2 separate regions of the Siniperca chuatsi genome follow, and region 1 is linked to region 2. Evidence: chromatin contacts called from public Hi-C data. All regions are on one chromosome and are shown on one strand. Each heading gives the region's core, a stretch centred on a gene start, on an enhancer-like site or on the middle of the called end of the contact. The rest is flanking DNA. Distances are from core to core; before and after follow the strand shown. Region 1 holds the start of LOC122888753 (putative fibroblast growth factor 1). Region 2 overlaps LOC122888751 (rho GTPase-activating protein 26-like).

Evidence for each region. Hi-C and Micro-C count contacts between places; a contact is called where the count stands out from the background.
Region 1: a Hi-C map of liver shows a contact between it and region 2, with 4 times the contacts expected there. The contact joins the promoter of LOC122888753 here to the enhancer-like site in region 2. A contact is called at or near these places in 3 of 3 Hi-C or Micro-C datasets (liver, skeletal muscle and an unstated tissue).

The regions. Positions count from the first base shown.
Region 1 is chrLG14:18,316,717-18,319,742 of ASM2008510v1, forward strand. It overlaps LOC122888753 (putative fibroblast growth factor 1), which reads left to right and starts at 1,486. Exons shown (of 4, transcript XM_044223568.1): 1 at 1,486-1,629. The coding sequence starts at 1,588.
Region 2 is chrLG14:18,259,347-18,262,160 of ASM2008510v1, forward strand. All of the region lies in intron 5 of LOC122888751 (rho GTPase-activating protein 26-like), which reads right to left. Among protein-coding and RNA genes, the nearest start is that of LOC122888751, 51 kb to the right of the region's middle. Within about 2 kb of position 1,470, the one cell type or tissue checked has an H3K27ac peak away from gene starts, as active enhancers do. A contact at or near this core is called in liver, where this site is marked.

The DNA.
Region 1 (3,026 bases), core at 236-2,735, 57 kb after region 2:
GTGTCTCACAGCTCCCTAAGAATGGTAAAACAACAGATCCTTTTCATATATTATGTAAAGGGAACTTTAGCCAACTAAAGTGTCACTGGAATTTTACACTTTTGTGATAGTTTGTGGAAAGGTTTTATGTTGCTATGAATGAATAGGCAGCCAAACTGATTTTTTTACTGCGATAGTGGACCTATTCTGCCATCTCCTGGTACATAGAGGTAAAGCATCTATTTCCAGCAAACAAGCTCAGCGATGAACAGGTGAAAGAAAAGTAGGTCAGGCTCTCCACTTTTTGGCAGTGTAGTCACTCTTTTTTGTCTTATGTCTCATGATTTTAAGTGTGTTTTTAAAATGCAGATGTACTGTAGAGGATGAATTATAGAGAGAAGAGTTTCCATTAGAATGAGACAGAGGCGAGGCAACCACTGTAAATAATTCACTCAGCCTGCGCACTGCTGCTGTTTATTGTCATGCAAGTGCGAGACAGCAACAGTGAAAGTGTGCAAAAATAGATACTGAGATTGCTGCATTCTTAGAAGCCATTTTTTCATCATTTTGAGAAATGTCAACACCCCACAGTACGTATCGAAATATATATTTTTAAACTGAGTGCATTCAAATGCTTTTAATGTGTCCTGCAAAATTATGATTTATAAACCACTACCATCATTTATCCTCCAGTGAGTTAAAGTTATTCTCTGATCACAATAATAGGTTTGTATTCAATTTCTTCTTACATTCATACTGTTATATCTTTTTGGCTTTTTCTTGTCAGGAGCTGCTTGGATGTCAGTGACAGTCTGAAGCACAGTTTGTTTGCAGACAGAAACTATCCAGAAAGTATATCAGCATTGCCGTTTGCTCACTCCTGTTGGGGTCCTAATTACAAAACTGGAATCTGAGAGGCGGAGTGGCACTGATGATCAATTACATTTTTTAAAAACAGAAAACAAATTCTGCCTTTCATTTATGAAGTATTGTATCTGAAATCAAACATCATCGTCCCCTGACCTCATGCCTCTTATGTCTGTACCTGCATGTATGTATTGAGGACATTTACTGTATGTGCGATTATTTATTGTCAAATGTGTTTTTATTTTTGACGAGTAGATATTTTAACTTTGCAGGAATGCAAAGCAACTATCCTTTGCACTGTCGCCACTGGGCTAAGGTACTGGCATTATGTAAGATTAATTCTGGGAACTGAAGTCATCTGCTTTGTGTCTTTTATAAATGTTTATATTGTGTTGCTCGCCAGTGTCTCCAGGAGGACAGTGCTATAAGAATGTATCAGCGCTCAGTCAGACAGGCAGCCCTGCTCATTTCCAGGCTCTGGCTGGATCCCACGGCCTGGACACTTGCGTCACACTGTCTCAGTCTCTCTCTAGTCTAGAGCAGTAATTTTAGTCCTGACGTTGGCCTGTTAAAATGAGTCCTCTGACGTTGTTAGAAGGGTGGTGGGGGGGTACAAATACAGGCATACACACTATAGTCCAGCCACTTCTCTGGTAGAGAAAAGAGGAAGAAAGTTTGGCACAAAAGGCACAAGGAGCCGGTTTCACCCAAACCTCAGTAAAAAGAGGAAAAGAGAAGGACATGCTGGCACATCTGGGGCACTGTCACATGACTTTCTCACAGGTAGGTGACTGACTCACTAGATCAGAGGAGCTTTGTTGTTTGTGTGGGAACTTTTTTCTTGCTAGTAATCACCTCTGCTGATTCATTAATAACAGATCTTTGATGACAGGAAAGCAAGGTGATACTGATCTTACTGTACTATCTTACTCTACTTTAGCCCAAACACAATCCCCTTCAACTATCTTCCCCCGATCCAAACATACACACTGGTTCAATCTCTCCTCCCACGCATTCCGAACGTTGACTTGGTCAATGGTTGGACTTTTAATGTCATTCCCACCAGAAGCTCTGTCCAAAGGTCCCTGTGGACCAGTCTGGCTCTAACTGGCTTCTCAAAGCCTGTAATACAACGTCCTGGTCGTGTTCTTAGGAAAAGTCGGCTGTGAGTGGGTAGGCCTTACATTCCTCTTGTGGCTTTGCACTGGTCTGTCTTTCACTTTCCTTCTCCCTCTCTCATTCCTCTCTTCCTCCCTCTGTTTCTTATGCCTCTCCAAGACATTCCAGATGTGGGCTAGCCTGGCTCTATTGCAGTTATACTCTACCTCTGGCTACAAATGATAACAAAGACCAGAGTTGTACAGTACCACTGCTTGGCTGGGTCCTTCACTGCTTCCCTGCTCCTTTTCTATTTGACAGGACAGACTTAATGACAGCCACTGCTGCTCTGGGATCGCTACCCTCCAGGATATTGAGATTACACTGACATTGTGGCTTTAAAGTGGGCTTGATTGTTTTTTGGATAAGCTTTTGAGGAAGCAGACAGTCCAAGGGTAAGCCTGACAGGGCTGGATGGATTCAAGTTCCACAAGTGGAAAGATTTCAAGTGTTTGGCTGCTGGAGATTTGTTTGACTGTAAAATGTAGTCAGCTAAAGCCAACTGAATTCAGGGTGTTAATACAAAACATTTTTGCCTCAAACAATGTGAGGAAAATGGCTATTGTGTTTCACTTGTAGATTACAATGTGATGTGTCAAACTGTAGCATATACTTATTAGACTACTGCTGGCACTTGCAACATTTCCAGCAGGGAGTAAAACCATTAGAGCAAATTTTCTGTCCTTCGTCCACATGTTTATTTTGTTGTCTGGCCTTGCACTGATTCCAGGTGAAAGTTACATCACTGCATCTGGAAATTATTACCACAAAGAAAGAATCTAAGTGATGTTCGGTCGGAAAACAAGTTTGGTCATGTGGCGGCTCTGCCTGGCCTCCATCCAGATCTGATTCCCCGGCTGGTTTCATCAGAAAAAGAGTACCTTAAAAGGTTGACAGAGAGAAACAGAGAGACAGACAGAGGGAGAAAGTGATTGAAGGAGGCTGGGGAAGGGAGCATTTCCCGTAATCACATCATGAAGGCGGCGCTGTCCTCCCCTTCCTGTTTTCTTTCGTGTCTCAGG
Region 2 (2,814 bases), core at 220-2,719:
ATAAAATAATAATAATGATAACAAAAATAATAGTTGTAATGCCAGTTAAACCAGTATTATCCACATTGCTATAAAGTTGTTATTCAAACTCAAATTCCTGGAAGGATTGCAGATACACCAATTTTATCACCAAAATGATCCATACCATAATCTGTCCTGTGGGAACCAATGAGCCAAACCAGTGAGCCAGTGATCTGTGGTTATATTAGGGCCTAATAATTAGGCCATTGGCCTTTTTCACAGAAGATATTTTGACATGTCACAGTGGGAAATACAGGTGTAAATAATAAAATAAATGATGGCTGGATTCCATTTAGCTGCTTCAGTTTCAGGGTCCTGGGATTGTGCATGCTGGCTCAGTGTCACACTGTCATGGCTTACTGGGACACATCGTTAATGTTATTAGTAACACCTGTGCTTTTCCTACTACGACAAGTCAAAATGTCTGCTGTGAAAAAGGCCAATTGGGGGTAATGTTATAAATCACTGAACAGCACTGTTTTATTGTCTTCCTTATTTGTGTTCGTGTGAACTAGTTTTTCCAACTTCTCTTGGAAAGACATTTGCAAAGGAAATAAACCTCCCAGATCAGTGAAAGCAATGAGATAATGCCTCGTCAGTCTGAACTCTGACAAGCTGATGATGTCAGCCCCCGTTGCAGTCACATGACACAGGTGCTTCACTGCCAAGCCAGTTTCAACAGCAAGAAGAGTCCTCAGGGCCAGAGGAGGAATAGACAGCAGCTGCAGAACGCATCAGAGATGATGAACGTTCCTCTAAACAACAAGGCCTCTGTTTTCTGCCTCTTTGACTTTTTCATAATCACTGTGGAAATCATGTCTGAAAACACTGCTGCTCTCCTGTGTGCCCCTCATTATGGGTTCATTACATACTTTTGATTAAAAATACATTTAAAACATATACTTAAGCAAGCTTGATTGTCTGACTTCCTTTGTGAAAGGAAATTACAAACTACACAGCCAGCATAAATATAATGTTTTCTATCAATCACTGTTCGTTGTTTTGTTTTTTAACCACATTTTTGGTGAAAAAGTTAAAGAGGCATTTAAATTGGTTTAATTTAAGTTACTTCCATCCTCAGCCACCAGGTGGCAATCTCCTCCTGGTATGATTGCTAACTGATGATTTTCTTTTTCTATTTCCAGAAAAGTAAAGTAAATGTTTTATACAGGATCATGCCCTGCCACCAGATTGACTCATCACAGCTACACTCCAGTGCTCTGTCATGTCAACAATTCCTAGGAGGTCCCACTGAAACATGAAGCCAACCAATACATCATCACTCCCTGCCTGTTTCTGCGAACAGCACATGGCATAAAACGTTTTGTAAACACTCACTTTATTTGTGCTTTTTTTTAGTTCACCACAGTACCAAAGTTCACTAACAGTGTATCATTAAACATATCCTTAACGGAGGCAGCATCTGCTGTGCCTTGCATGGGGCTTAGACTGATGACTTGTGCAATGCGTTTCTTGATACTTTGTTTCTGCCACAATTTGATTTGCTTGAATTCCATGGTGAATAAGATTAAAAGCTGGGCCTGAGTTATCTTTAAATAAACTGTTTTAAACACATTCTACTGTTCTTTATCCACTCACTGTAACTTTCCTAAAACTCCTCTTGTGTGAGAGGACTGCCAGGTCTGAAAGCTTTAGGACAAGGTGAAATTGTGCCAGGCGAAGATGTTGTCGGTTCTTTTAGGGCTAAACTGGGATTAGTACATCGCTCATGGTGACTTAACTGCACAGATTATGCGTTCACTTCTTAATCTGGCCACCATGTCACAATCAAACAATGACCTGCTGTAAGGGGGCGGATTAGCAGAGTATACACTGATAATAATACTGCATCTATCAGGGGAACCCCTGTGGCTACTCATCTAGGTCCTATGGCTAATGACAGCACATAGTGCACCATGACCTGCTGTAAGGAGATTTGAACATTGAAACATGGCATATTTATTACATGGGGCAAGGGATTACCTTAAAATGTACAGTGTAGTATTTATCCATTAACTTCAGTGTTTGTTGATAAAAGTCTATAGTGCAAAAAATTTAAATTAAAAAGTCTAATAAACACAATATTTATATAGTAAATCTTGAGCCCTTCTGTTTACCTACTTGCTTACTTTTTTATGTTCAATGTTTCCATACCCTCCTGTACATTCAGTCAGGGTACAAAAAGATTTATACACACTGAAACACTAAAGCAACACCAGCCACACCATAAGGGAGCCCTGCTGGCCTATGAGAGCCCCCAGTGGGAATCAGTGATTTATGGCAGGATTATGTATTCCTCTAATCTCCTATCTAGGTCATGTTGTAATGGTTCAGACCTTGATATACATTCATGTACAAGAAGAGGGAGACCCTAAGACATGCAGTAAATATTCTGTACATATATTTATACTACAGCTTTTTATTAAAAGCCTGTCTTAAAAGGACTTTCCCAAATTCTCTCAGTGCAAGGTCAATGTGTGGCAACTGATTAAGATGGTGAACTTCACAATAAAGACTGAGCATTTAAAGGTGTCATTAACACTTATAATACAAGTCTGCAGTATAGGCAGAATGTCGTATCATGGCATTGTTTTCAATGTCCAAGATATACTGATGGTATTTGGCTTGTTCTATTATCTCTTCTTTGCACAAAGTAAAGCTGTAATGCCGGGGCTTTCAGTCAAATATACTATATTTGGTTATCAACACAAATTCTTGAATTCAGTGTGTATAAAATTACGATAACTGAATATAAAAAAGTATCCCAAAATAACAAGTGATGTACTTAATATT